2 separate regions of the Rattus norvegicus genome follow, and region 1 is linked to region 2. The links are chromatin contacts, called in public Hi-C maps. All regions are on one chromosome and are shown on one strand. The core of a region is the stretch at or near the end of the contact, and the rest is flanking DNA. Distances in the headings are between cores, read along the strand shown.

Evidence for each region. Hi-C and Micro-C count contacts between places; a contact is called where the count stands out from the background.
Region 1: a Hi-C map of psoas muscle shows a contact between it and region 2, with 2.6 times the contacts expected there. The contact joins two enhancer-like sites. A contact is called at or near these places in 12 of 12 Hi-C or Micro-C datasets (the A7r5 cell line, the Rat2 cell line, Schwann cells and 7 more) and 1 of 1 datasets of contacts at active chromatin or transcription factors (oligodendrocytes).

The regions. Positions count from the first base shown.
Region 1 is chr4:84,675,141-84,679,361 of GRCr8, reverse strand. The region is part of intron 6 of Chn2 (chimerin 2); the gene reads right to left. Among named protein-coding and RNA genes, the nearest start is that of Prr15, 85 kb to the left of the region's middle. Within about 2 kb of position 1,686, at least 1 of the 93 cell types and tissues checked has an H3K27ac peak or open chromatin away from gene starts, as enhancers often do.
Region 2 is chr4:84,396,729-84,401,303 of GRCr8, reverse strand. All of the region lies in intron 3 of Cpvl (carboxypeptidase, vitellogenic-like), which reads left to right. Among named protein-coding and RNA genes, the nearest start is that of Cpvl, 17 kb to the left of the region's middle. Within about 2 kb of position 2,008, at least 6 of the 93 cell types and tissues checked have an H3K27ac peak or open chromatin away from gene starts, as enhancers often do.

The DNA of each region.
Region 1 (4,221 bases), core at 437-2,936, 280 kb before region 2:
CATTTTCATTCAAAGGATTGGTTATGGTCAGGATGAAGAGTAGATCAGCAACATCGAACTTCCCCACTCTCCCTTCTGCTGTCTCCAGCCCAGTGCCCCACAGCTTCCCAATGTCACCTGGTCACAAGACTTTGCTTGGCACTCCATATGTCCTGCCTGGGCTTTCCAGATCTTATCCAACAGAGAACAGTTATGACCCTCCATTTGGCCTGTGTAGACACTGCTTTTTGCCGAAGTATAGTTCAAACAAACAACAAAACCTCCATCCACAACAGTCGGTGCAGGTACAAAATAATATCTGCTGACTTAAACAGTGAAGAGAAGGAATATCCCCACGGAACCCTTCTCCCCATAAAGTGGGAGTTGCTTCCTGTAATGAAAAGGCAGCCACTGCAAGAGCTGTGCTTCTTCCTGCAGACATGGCCTGGATTTCTTTTTATATTCCAGGAGTGGCAGAACTGCCGGCCAACAGAGGGCTGTCAGCATCACTGCCTCCCGTTTGTCAACTCTGGTCCCAAGCCGACCTTTTCCTTCTGTTTGTCTGCAACCAAAATATAGCTCAAATGAAAACCACCCTTCTATCTGGAAGGCCAGGGCGAGCTGCTCAAAATGCTCTTAACTATGAGCTAAACAACAAGAGATACACTGGGATTACCCATGATGCAAAGCAAGCTCTGACTGTTTCACCAATGATCAATGGTTTCATGTCTGTTATCTTCCACTCTTCCATTTTAAAAATAATAAATATTAGGCTGGATGACTGACAGGTACATTTAAAGCTACCATTTTACCGTGTGTGTATATATTTACTAGTAACCTTGGTTCCTTCCAGCAAGCATTCATTCCATGTATTCGCACTCCCTTGCCTCCTACTCCCTCAGGGAAGCTCTTCAGTTAAGAAGCAGGAAGAATTGAGCAGTGTTTAGTTCCCTACTGGGAGCTTAGGGAAATTCTTGCTAACCTTTTTGCATTTCAGGGAGAGCATTGGACCATAATTATGCCTCAGTTCTTTGCTGGTTAAACTTCAAACAACTTCACCTTTCCATAGTACAAAGGCAAAAGCAGGAGGCAGACATCTTTGAGGAATGAGGTGTAGTGTACCCCTGACTTCAGAGAAGTGTAGATTTTTGCATTAGGTGTTTTATCTGGTCAGTTCTCCAAACCCCTTAAATTCTACAGGAGTAGAATGGGCAATCCCCTGGCCACCCCACTTATTCTCCCATTGCTGTGGTGATAAACTGCACTTAGGAGGTGCTGTGGGGTAGCCTCCCAAGCACCTACAGTGTGTCTATTGTGAGCGTAACCTCCCAGCTATGTTAGCTCTCACCCAGTTCTCTATACTCCTAACTGTGGGTGCTGAGGTCTGGGCACAGGAGGGACAAGGATGGATCCTGTGGCAAAGGCTGTGGAAGGACAGGTTTCTCTATGTGCCGAGGTCACATTTCCCAGTATCATTCAGAGATGGGGACTGTAATGACAAGACTGAGACTGTGTTTGAGACTGTGCATGATGGGAGGGCTGGTGATTATCTACAAGCAGCTGAAAAGTCAGGGCACAACACAGGTTCTACCCTGTCCGCAGGGACGACTTCCCCCATCGGTAAAGCCTGAATGAGCAGCTGCACTGAGCTGTACTTGGGAGCTGTTCTGATCCACACAACAGGTGCACTTCCCCCTCCTGCTCTGGATGCCACCTACAGCTATTTCCCCTTCTTACTTCCCTAGCAGGGCCTGGCTTGGCCTTGCCCAGGCCTTGGCTGCAATCAATGTGTCCAGATACACACTGTTGCAAGACTAATTTTCTTCCTCTTTATTCCCATTTGCCAATGACTGTTCTGCAGGCAGGCATAGGGCATAGTGCTGGCCGGTGAGTGGGGAAGTAGAGGCTGGTGTTGAGAGTTTTGCTTGAGAAGGCACAGATGGAGAAAGCTCTTCTGGTTATCACCATCTTTGCTTTAAGCTATGGAAATCACATGATACCAACAGCAGGGCAGTGATCTTTATGGACCCTTGTGGACTAAGTCAAGGAGGAAGGCTGGGTGATGTGAAGATCTGTGGTCCATGATCAAGCCTCTGTCCCTAACCTCCTCTCCATTCCAATATGACCTTTCTATTCAAGAGACCCTAAGTATCCTCGAAGTTTAAACCCTTCATAGAGCATTTCTGTCCTTAAACAGCAAGACACTATTAATTCACACATTCTACATTAAGCCTATCACTTTCTAAGCACAACTGAAGTGAATTTTTAAAGCTGAGGCTCCTCATGTACTAACATTCAGTCAGTTACAATGCAAACCACACTGAATGCATAGACACAGCCACAAAGATTCCAGTACATGCCAGTGGCAGAAGCTCATGTACGGCAGGAAAACAGAGCACAGTGGCAGGTGCAAATTTACAAATGCACAATGCACAAACACCTAGTGATAACCTAGCTATAACGAATTTAAAAATCACACTTGCACCTTATAATTCTAAGTGTAAGGCAGCATTCCCTTAAGTGCTGCTCCGAAAGTCTAAGTGACCAAAACCAACCACCAACCAACCAACCAACCAAAACCCAAACAAACAAACAAACAAACTAAATGCTTATACACCCCTGAATTCTGAATCTGTGTGCCTTTGTGATGTATGTATGCACGCATGTGTTGTGTGTATGTGACTTTGTGTGTGTATATGTGTGAATGTATGCTGGTGCATGCATACATGCATGTGTATGTGTGTGCATGTGTCTCTTTGGGTCTGTATGTCTACAGGTGTATGCATGTGTATGTGTGAATATCTGTGTGTGTGTCCCCAAAGTGTAAGGTGACTGCCCAGTGAGGTAGGCTTACCAAAAGCCATCAATGTCTCTGTCGTATAAAATAGATTTTATGTGGTTGTATAAGATATCAAGGCAAAATCCAATCCAAACAGTAAACAGAGAGTCAAACCCTACAGAAAGGCCTGGTGGCTCCTCCCTGGCTACGCCTTACTGCTGCTTCCCCATCAGATCAGCCTGTAGATCATTTCTTGTACCACTTGTCATGGTCTCTGGAAAGACAAACAGCTCTTACCCTGCTCCTCCCTTCAACTGAGTAGCTGCCTCCTAGAGGTCCTGACCAACTTCTAGATCCCTTGGACAAAGAGAGGGCTCCAGCTCCAGTGTGAAGTTTCTGAATGTGTGTGGTTCAACATGATTGGTCTTGGAAAGCTCTGAACAAGATACTTGTGATACATGTAGGGAATGGGCCAGCAACCTTGCTAAGAGTCAGCTCCTGTGCTGACAGTGACGCAAGGCCTGAATGGAACCTTGATTTCTTCAAACAAATGGATGGATCATACAGAAAAGACAGGAGCTGGCAAGAAAGGTACACTCGAGAAGATGCAACCAAGGGCTGTGTGAGAGTGGTGGCAGCATGGCCACAGGTCAGGGCAGCAGAATTCTGGACTCTTACCATAACCTCTGCCCTGGAGCTATTTCCTTTCTCCCTTGATTATGGTATATATGATATCCTGCTATATAGTCACATTACACGATCAAAGGTTTTCTAGATGCCATTAAAGGACTATGGGGAGATTATCCAGGTGGGCAATCACAGCCCTTTCCAAGCAGGTTTTCTCTGGTTGTCAGCAGAATATTTAAAAAGCTGCTGCTTCTCCAATCAACCGGAAGGTGGAGGGGCCCCGTGGGAAGAGGATGGAGTCTTTTATCAGCTAAATTTTAGTAGTACGTTTTCCAGCAGTATAAACCAGAAGAGAGAGGCAACCCAGAGACGTGGTATTTGTTCTAAGATACTCATTTAAGCAAAAATCCTATGCCCCCACTCCGGTGGTTAGTGAAAAACAAACTGAATTACAATCCCCTACAGAGTTAAAAAGAAGAATAAAATCCCCCAGCAATGGCTTGTGAGGACATGGGATGAGGGGGAAGTGAATGAGGGAGGAGAGTAGCTAAGGAAACTGGGCTTCAGGGCACCAGCCCATCTGAGGGCAGAGGTGGGTAGGGCTGCAAGGTTCCCGCCCACCAGGAGGCAAAAGAAGGTGTGTTTTGTGGTGGTGGAGCAGTGGATACTTTTGTGACTTGATGCTGTATGGCACATGACCTTCCAGATACCAGAAACTAGAAAGAAAACTTTGTAAAACTTCCACAATTAAAAATACTTCTAAAGGCAATGAGCAAACTAGTCAAAACATACCTTTCAGTCCAAGGTAAATATGGACCCCAACAAGTCCATTGGCT
Region 2 (4,575 bases), core at 759-3,258:
GGGCTGGGCATCGCACTGTACCCAATAGAAGACACACCTCCAAAGGGCGCTGCTTGGGGGGGACATGAGTGTGTACCATAAGCGCTTTCTCCTTTGCCTGAACCGGAATTTAAGGCTCATTTTTTGAGCGGACAGCTCTGCTTTTGTCCACCACATGCCACATCTCTAAAAAAAAAGTCATCCCCAGAAAGTCCTGAGGTGCAGAGGTTGGAAGTAGGGTCTCTTGAATTAGTCAAGCTTGTGTGCACATGGTGGGTCCAGCCAGCACTTACCCACATTCCCTAACAGCATCAAACATCTGCTGTCTCAGTTCACAGTGAGACTCAGAGCACTGCCTGACCTGGGTCTCAGGACAATGGAGGTTATGGAGCCAGTTACAGGAATGGCCGACTTACAATAAACAATACTTTTATTGTTGTGTCCTTGTGATTACTGTCACTTTGGTGACACCAGTTGCCACCGATGCTGAACCAAATAAATTATGGTTTGTGGGCTTTAAAGAAAATAGAGGGAAATTGCAAGTCAGAAGGCCCCAATCATCAAGCAAGAATGTGGATTAATTGCTACTGGATAAGGGAATTATTAAGTGAAATTGGGATTTGTCTCACTTCAGAAGATAAAGAGGCTCCTGAAGCTGTCTTTGTTGCAAAGAGATAGCCAGATTTTGACCTTATCTTGTAGGAACACCAGTAATTTGAAGTGTTCAGAGTTAGCCCAGCCCGTTTCCTGGGGTCCACCCCTTGCTCTTCTGGTAGAGACAAAACAGGATTCCTGGTGTGTGTGTGTGTGTGTGTGTGTGTGTGTGTGTGTGTGTGTGTGTGTGTGTGTGTTTTCTTCCTCTCTCTCTCTCTCTCTCTCTCTCTCTCTCTCTCTCTCTTTCTCTCTCTCTTTCCCGTCCGTCCGTCCTTCCTTTCTTTCTTTCTTTCTTTCTTTCTTTCTTTCTTTCTTTCTTTCTTTCTTTCCTTCCTTCTTTCTCTCTTTGCTGGGGTAGTGGGGAGTGCTTATAAAAGAGCCGGGAGACTGATGTCTGTGAGGGTGGCCTGGGGTTAGCCTATGAAGAGATGCTCACTCAGGAACCTGTAGGTTGGACCCTCCAAAGCCCGATAGCAGGAAAGGGAAGGTGACACAGGATTAGGCTTTCAGGAACTCTGCACACAGCCACCAGAGGATGGCAAAGGGCTGCTCTGATACTCTCGGTCTACACAGGTGTTTTCTGTGTTAGTGGAGGCAGATATTCTAAACTGTCCTGAGAACCCTCTGGACTGCTTGTCTTGGGAGTGAAGGTGGAATCAGAGGCCTGTCGATCCGTTGCCTGTACTCCCTCCTCAGGGTATCAGAACTTCCTTAGGAGCAGACAGTGTGTGGAGAAGAGAGGGCCCAGACCCTTGCTGTTTGTTAGAACCAGCTGGAAGCTTCAGAACAGTGGCAGTTGCTCCCTCTCAGGTGCCCTCCTCATCCAGGTTCCGGAGGGTGGAAGCGGCATGTCTGACGCGCTCCGTCTATCCTCGAACAGCTTGCAGGTGGTCTTGAACTTAGGGAAAACCAACTGGAGGTTAGGCTACGGGGACTCTGTTCCAGGCCTGCAAATTCTAGTTGTTTAACTTGGTATAGGGCATTTATTCTCCCTAATAAATGGGATTTGGGCTTCATTAAAGTAAGGACTGTCAACCTAGTTGATGTCTAGGGATGTACCTTAGTTCTACAAGAGACCCTCAACCAGAGCTATTCTGCTAGACATTTGACCCACAGTCAGCATAAGGGATGCTGTGTTATTTTAAAGCTTGGTAGGTTTTGGGTGGCTAAGGCCTTGTACCTTTGGGGTGAGCTATGGTATTTTGTGACTGTTGGCATCTACGTACTAAACCATGGGATGAAATCTAGGCAATGGTGATTGCTGCATAGGTTGGGCCCAAGTCCATGCATCTCTGGTCTAATTTACCATGACCCACCATAACAGTCTTTGCTGTTAGGTGATGAGGTCAGTAGAGGGCGCTGGAGGGACACCACAGCACAAACTGCCTTTTCTGTTTCCTGTTCTGTGTCTTGCTGCTCAGTTCAGTGACAACACTCTGCATTACTCGTTCACTCAGACCACCAAGACCCTCCGCCTACGTGACCATCCAGCTGCAGTCAGGAAACCCAGGGCACTTAGTCACCAAAGGGTTGTTCCTGGGCCTTCTTCAAGGAGGTCTGGAGCAGAGTGTTAGGTAGCCCATACTACTCCTTATGGGACTGACCCTCAATATAGGACACTTTAGGCCAGTGTCCTCTCTACACACCTATGGAGAAATCCCATTGTGTCTGTGCTTTAAAACTGTCTTCCCCGTCCCTTGGAAGACACAGGAAGCTTACCAGCATCCTGATCTTGGGTCAGCTCTCTGGCCTTCTGTCCGGTTCTCCTTGATGCTGTCTGTGTCCCCTCTGGCTGTAGCAGACATGCCTCTTGGAGCAGACTTACAGCCTAGCATTCCTGGCTAAACCAAGTAACTTGTTAATCACACAGGGAAACGGCTATGTGATTCTCATTCTTGACATATCAGTAGGCTTTCCTTCTTCGGGCACTTGGCCAACGTGACTGAACCATAGTTCCAGGCTTTCTCGGCCTTAGCTATGGAACCAACAGGGATTCACCAATGTGTGCTTAAAGGTATAGTGTGATTAGCCAAGTTCATTCACATCAGGTGATCTTCCTTGATCCAGTCAGCCAAGGATCATGTGATATAAACATGACTGATGGGCCTTTTCTATGATGAATGGATGTAGGGACCGGTTCTGTGAAAGGCTTAAGGGTCAACAGATTTCTCAAACTATACCCTTTGCAGGTGGTTACAGAACCACTGGCAATGTCAAGGCATTGGAGGCCATGGGTCAGTATCTTCCTATTTCTTTCTTGGTGTCCTTGAGGCACCAAGGACCCGAAATAACAAAGCCATATGAAACAAACCAATGTAGCCCAAAATTGTAAATTATAGACCTCTCTATTAATAAGTACATTAGGACACTGCAGAAGACTTTTTGTGCCCAATTGTCCTCCACGTGGGGAAATGAAGATTCTACACAAAGGCAGAAGTTATTAACCTTTCCAGTCATCTTTCATCTTATCTAGATCCAGAAATGAGACCAGACTCTCACATCCTCACTGCCTCTCATTCCTTCTAAGCTGTGGCTTTCTTGCCTGGGGCTCTAAGAAGCTTTCCCCACCTCCTAGGATGTTTAGGGAAGAGCCTTCTGAGGAGCCTATAGGCTTAGAGCTGCTCCTTGATGAGATAAATCAACGCTTGACAAGAATTCAGGGGAGCTTGGGGATGATCTAAGAAGATGGGGGGGGGAGCTGAAAAAGTTAATGTTCCCTATGAATGATCACAGGAAAGGACGGTTTAATGGTGTCAATAGGAAGCACAACAAACACCTTCCCTGGGAGCACACGGTTATCTTAAGCAAGCTGTTCACATGTGTTGGGACTATATGTGCAGAATTAAAGTGGTTCTGCAAAGCTATTTAATGATTCTGGTTACAAAACTAATTGCTTTAAATAAAAATCCTTTTCTTTGATTAACATGGTGTGGCAGCTGAGGCATCACCGGTGCAGAGATCTGTGGGCCAGAGTGGGAGTCCGTTCACATATACTTGAGGGGAATTTAAAGACATTTACTTTGGGTACTAATGACTTCAATTAAAAGAGAACATGTCACTTAAAGTAAGCAAGCCTCCAGTCTTTGCATTGCGAAATATAGAGAAGGTCTCATTGATTTACCAAAGCACACTTTCCATTTTAAGCCCAGCTTGAAGTCTGGCAGTGGCTGGCTGTTGCATTCTCTTACTTAGAGTGATGTTTCTTAGTGGGATGGAAGAAAAGGTTGGCTAGAAGAATGGATGCAGATTGGGTACTGGCCAAAACACTGCCCTCACACACGGTAAGCTGTTTAAATTCCCTAGAGCCACCTCGATAGAATTGTCTGTGTAAAACACAATCACTTGTTACACTGTTTTGTTTTGTTTTGCTGTATTCTTTCTTCTTTCATTTATTTATTTATTTACTTACTTACTTTATATCTCGATTGCTGCCCTCTCCCATATAGTCCCTCCCCTCTCCTTCTCCTCTGAGAGAGAGTGGAGGCTCCTCCCCCTTGGATATACCCTCATCCTGACACGTCAAGTCTCTACAGGGTGAATCCTCTCCCACTAAAGCCAAACAAGGTAGCCCAGCTAGAAGAACAAATCCCACATATAGCCAACGGCTGTATACAGTGGGATAGTCCCCGCTCCAGTTGTTCAGGACCCACGTGAAGACTGACCTGCACATCTGCTACAGATGTTTGGAGAGGCCTAGGTTCAGACCGTGTATGCTCTTTGGTTGGTGGTTCAGTCTCTGAGAGCCCCCAAGGGTCCAGGTGAGTTGACTCTGTTGGTCGGCCTGTGGAGTTCCTATCCCCTTCAGGGCCCTTAATCACTGGCTAGATTTTTGATGACGTGACCCAAAATAATCAGCTTGGAAGAGTGAATGCCAATTGGAGAGTTACGTCTATCAGATTGGAATGTGGGGGCTTTTCTTGATTAGTGATTTATGTGGGCAGG